Linked DNA regions of Ovis aries: region 2 is linked to region 1. The links are chromatin contacts, called in public Hi-C maps. All regions are on one chromosome and are shown on one strand. Each heading gives the region's core, a stretch centred on a gene start, on an enhancer-like site or on the middle of the called end of the contact. The rest is flanking DNA. Distances are from core to core; before and after follow the strand shown. Region 1 holds the start of AK3 (adenylate kinase 3). Region 2 holds the start of JAK2 (Janus kinase 2).

Region 1 (2,583 bases), core at 32-2,531:
AAACTTCTCAAAGCCGCGGGGTTTCCTCTCATCTTTGAACTTCGAACATGTCCTAACTTTCTAGTGCCTTCCCTCAGTAACCCTCCTGAAGCTGTGCGCTGAGGTCAGAGGTTTCGAGGAGCAGTGGCTCAGCAGTCCGAGGACTCCTCACTGGGCGGCAACTGGGAGAGGCTGCGCCGGCAACCCTGAACCTGCATTCGCCGGACCTATTTCCCGCGCCCTGGCCCCTCCGCCCACAGAGCCCCACCGGTGACAGCACGCGGCCACCCCTCCCGCCCGGGCTCCCAACCTGTGCCCCGAAGCATATTATCTCTGAGCAGGTCCCCGCTGGAGAGGTGCTTCAGCTCGAAGTGTTTGGTGATGCGCGAAGACACGGTGCCCTTGCCAGAGCCCGGCGCCCCCATGATCGCTGCGCGCAGTAGCCGCGCAGACGCCCCCATAGCTGCAGAGAGAGGCCGGGCCCGCGCGGACAGTGGAGCTTCGGCCTGAAACTGCGCGCTCACCCACTTCGTCGCCCGGGCCGGCCGGCAGGCTGCGCGGCGAGCAGGGGGCGGCCTTGTCGCCCAGGCGTTCCCGGAAGTGAAGAGACAGCCACTGGGCAACCGCGCCCGCGCCCCGCCGCTGCAGCGCCCGCCCCCCGCGACCCGCGCACCCCGGCTCGTGGCCCCACCCCGCCCCGCCCCCTCCGCGCAAGCCGCGCACCCTCGGCCCTCCCGCGGCGACCCCTGCCCGTGCGACGACTTCCCCGCGCGACCTGCGGCCCTCCGCGCCTCGTCCCCATCCGCACGCTCCCCTCCGTATCGCCTTTGTTTTTCTTCGCCTCCGGGGGCCCTCCTCGGTGACCCCCGGATGACCGCCACTTCCCTCAGGCCCGGACCTCACACCTGTCAGGGCCCCGCCCTGTCCTGCCCAGTCCCAGCAGGAGAGACCTCGCCCGGTTCCTTGACACTTGGCCACTCCTGCCGCGCCCCCTCCTGACCTCTGACCGCCGCTTTGCTCCTCTGGATTACAGGATATCACCCTTCCCCCCAACCCTCCTTCACCCTTCACCGCTCATGCACTCCAGGCCCTATCTTGCTCAGTCCCAGAGGATTGACCGCGCTCGCTCCCGCTTCCCCAGACCCCGGCGGGCTTCTCTGCGCGTCCCCCACTTGCTGCCCCCTCACCCTTGCTCCTCGGTCCCCAGGGTTAACAGAGGTCCTCCCCTTCTCCTCCTCCTAAGCCCGCAGTCCCTTCCACTCCCTTCTCTGCTGCTGAGACTCTTCCTCCTCCCTAGGTTTCTAACGGCGGTTTTTGAGGTACGTTTATCTGAATAGAGTCACAGTGGGTGGCAGTGAACACAAAGGGCTCTCCTCCTCAATTCAAAGAGGAGGAATCCCTGTCGAAATTGAGCACAGGGTTCTAGGTCACACGTCTGTGGAGGGCTGTCTCTTACTTCCCAGGATCACACTTTCAGATTCGAAAGTAACTTGCTTTTACTCGGCAGAGCCTAAAAATACTGACTTTTCCTCAGGTTCTATTGTTTGCCTTCGGCCCGCCCAAGCATATTGTCACACCTATTGATTCTATAAATACTTATTCAGTTAAGTTCCCACTCCTGCAGCTGAAAGTCTAGTGGTGGAGGCAGATAAATGTGCAAGGTAATTTAAGAAAGTACTATGAACAAAATAGGGGGCTTCCCAGGTGACTCAGATGGTAAAGAATCTTCCTGCAATGCGGGAGACCTGGGTTCGATCCCTGGGTGGGGAAGGTTCCCCTGGAGAAGGAAATGTCAAGCCACTCCAGTATTCTTGCCTGGGAAATCCCATGGACATGGGAGCCTGGCGGGCTACAGTCCACAGGGTTACACAGAGTCCGACGGGACTGAGCAGCTAAAACACAAACCTGAACAAAGTAAAATATAATGTGTGGAGGACGGCTGTTTTATATCTAGTGGTCAGTCAAGCTTTGAAGAAATGGCATTTATTGCTCTGAGTACTAAATGGAAAGGTGGAGGGAGAGGGACAAAGTCAAGGAGAAAAGGCCCTAAAATGGCATGTTTTTCATGTTCCAGGAATAGAAACACAAGACAAAAAGACCTATTTCCTCAGTAAAATGGGCATGGAAGATTAGTTTAGAGTTGTTCAAATTATGGGTATAAAGTACAATGCCAGGCACAGGTTAAGTGTGCAGTATTACATTAGAGTCATCCATTATTATCCATTTTTGTAGAAGGTCACTATGCTAAGGAAGAGAGACGGTTCTGTGAAAATAAACAGTGCCATCCTTCACATAAGTTGGCAAATGAGTATCCTCAAACTACTTTCAATTTAGAGATAGGAATTATATCAGAGAGAGATGGTAAGAGAAAGCTTGCTCCCCAGTGAATCTGAGCTGGGAGAATGGGTGGGGGGATTCAATACGTAGACAGCTCTGTACGTGGAAAGAAATTTAGTAGCTCATTCATATTTCTTACTAAGAAAGCAAGAATGAAAATAAAATAATTAAATATTCAGCTCATGTAGTTAGAAAAAAACATCAAAATAATGCTTTGAAAGGACTAGATAAAGAATGCAAATAAAAGGATCAGAAAACTTAAGAACA
Region 2 (2,583 bases), core at 35-2,534, 280 kb after region 1:
GTTCATTATTTAAAGAAGTCAGTGTGGATTCAAGTCATTTCCTAGCCTGCTATCATTTGCTCAAAGACCTTTTGCAATGGGTCTTATGTAAGAAGAAATGCAGGAGTTGCTTTGGTGAGATTTAAAGGGACAATTAAGTACAAGCTAGACCTGAATTGCAGCATCATCTGTATGGTGAAACAGGGGCTATAAATGTATCTGTTTTTTCAGATTGACAGAAGGCTAACGACATATGCCTTTCAGACTGACAGAAGGCCCGACATAGCTGGATTACAGGCTCCTTCTTTGGCCTCACCTCTTACCGTTGTCCCTTCCTTTACTGTTCTTCAGCCACACTGACCTCCTTCCTGGTCCTTGAACTTGCCAAGCACATTCCCTTCTTAGGGTCTTTGCCTTTGCTAGTGTTTCTGCATGAAACTGTCTTCACAGATAGCCGCAGGACTGGCTCATTCTCCTTCTTCAGAGCTCCACTCAAATGTTACTCTGGGAGGTCTTTCCTGGCCATTCTAACTAAAATAGCACACTGCCTCCCCACTTCCTGCTCCTTTACTTTTCTTAGTGGCAATTATACTCTGGCACGTTATAAATTTAAGGCTTTTTATTTATTTTTGTCGCTTTATCAGAATACAAGCTCCAGTAGGGCAAGGGGTATGTGGGTTGTGTTCACATAGCATCTTTGGGGTCCTACCAAGAATGGCAAACAGTAGGTGCTCAGTAAATATTTGTTGACCCAATGAATGAGGCTCTTCGGGATGGTGGAAATTGTTTCTCGTTTGCCTGGCACTGCCGCCAGTCCGCAGGCATCTGGGCACCTCATCCCACCCTCATTTCTTTCCAGCAGAAGTGACTGATTGGAATCAGACTCCCAGAACTGCGCTGGCGCGATACGGTGAGTTAGGAACGCGTTGCACCAAACCCTCGGCGCGACTTCCCTCGGCCTCGCGACCAGGGTAAGTCTCTGCTGCGGTGCCAGGTTGTGCGCAGGGGAGTCCCTACACGGCCAGGCTGACTCACTCCCAGCCGCCTCCACGGCGGGCGGCGGCCACGCACACGCCCATCTGCGGAGGGCCCGGCCCAGCTCAAGTTCCCCGCCCGCTCACGCCCAGGGGCCACCGCGGGAATCTCCGCGCACGCCGGTTTGTTTCCTGAGAAGCCCAGGCTCTGTGTAGCCAGTCGTCGGCCGCCCCCGGCGCGCGTCGGTGAAAACGCAGCCTGGGTGGAGCGGCGCACGCGCAGTCCGGGGGTGCGCGCCAGGCGCCGGCCCCGCACCGAGGCGGTCTCTGCAGTGAGCAAGACGCCAGACCAGAGGCCAACTGGGAGGCTGAGTCGGACGTAAATAGGACGTCCCAGCCAGTGTCGCCTGCGGGGCTGAGAAGACGGTGTGACTGCGGAGAGGGTGGAGACGACGACTGTGACGGGCTTCCCGGTTGCCCAAAGTGGGAGTGGTGTGGGTTGCAGGAAGGAGAGAGGAAGAGGAGCAGGAGCGGGCCGCAGCGGCCGACGCTAACGGCCTTCCTGAGCGCTGACAGGCTGGGCCCGCGTCCTGCTCGCTCCACAGTGCGCGCCGCCGCCTCGGGCCCTCGGCCCCTGGGTCCGGACTTGGTGGCAGAGCGTAGGGGCGGAGGGCTCCTATTGCAGCGCAGGGAAAGGCCAGATCTTCGCCGCCGAGGGATGTGAGTGAGAGCCGAACCCGCACGGGAGGGCCCGCGAGGTCTCAGCCTGGCGGACACTCGGACCTTTGCCTGTTCCAGGGGCTTCGTAGTGTGGCCAGCCGGAGGCACCGGGTAAGAGCAGTCCCCTCGGGCTTGGGGGCGCGTCCTCGTCGCCACATCCGTGCGGCGGTGAGTGTTATTGCTGCCTGGGCTCCAGGTGGAGGGCAGCAGTTCTCTCTCTCCTCCTCTCCACCCCGATCTCCCCTTCCCCCCTGCTAGTGTCAGTAAACTCGGCAAGAAAATCCTCCCTTTTAGAAGGAAACCTCGGACGGAGTGTCTTGCTGTTGATACTTGCATCCTTATGTGCCTGATACTCCTCCTCCCCTTTACTTATCTCTCTTTTAAAATTTTCTAGACATCTGAACAGCCTAGAAAAGAGCATCTATTTCCCCTGGATTTCTGCGGTAGTAACTGCCGCTTTTTTTTTTTTTTTTTTCCTTTTAGGTTTCGGAAGCAGGCAAGGCAACAAGATGTGATCTGTTTCTCTTCTGCAGAAGAGGCCCTTCCAGCCCCTTTCCCCGAAGGTGGGTGAGCGATCCTGACTGCAGTCCTTTTTCTCTGCAGTGAAGACGAGGGTGTCTTGAGGTGTGAGTCCGTGCGTAGGAAGGTTGGAAGCGTGTGTCGACAGGCAGGGCTCATTGTTGCTTCTTTGAAAATGGCAGTGCTGAACTTTGAATGTTGCCCTGGGAGGGTAATTTTGGGCTTTATTGTTGTTCTTTAAGAAACAGTCTTCATTTGTTTCTCTGCTGATTGTACATTGTTTTTCTTTGCAGAGAAAAACGTCATCCAATACCCTTTCTCCTCAAGCAACCAAAGATTCTTAATCTTTGAGGCAGGAACATTTTCAAGTAATAAGAGATACTTATTGAGA

What was found. Hi-C and Micro-C count contacts between places; a contact is called where the count stands out from the background.
Region 2: a contact with region 1 is called in a Hi-C map of liver, with 5 times the contacts expected there. The contact joins the promoter of JAK2 here to the promoter of AK3 in region 1. A contact is called at or near these places in 4 of 16 Hi-C or Micro-C datasets (blood, hypothalamus, liver and 1 more).

Annotation. Positions count from the first base shown.
Region 1 is chr2:73,051,286-73,053,868 of ARS-UI_Ramb_v3.0, forward strand. It overlaps AK3 (adenylate kinase 3), which reads right to left and starts at 1,282. Exons shown (of 5, transcript XM_042243414.1): 1 at 1,167-1,282.
Region 2 is chr2:73,328,087-73,330,669 of ARS-UI_Ramb_v3.0, forward strand. JAK2 (Janus kinase 2) reads left to right here and starts at 1,285. Exons shown (of 25, transcript XM_042243421.2): 1 at 1,285-1,841; 2 at 2,157-2,236.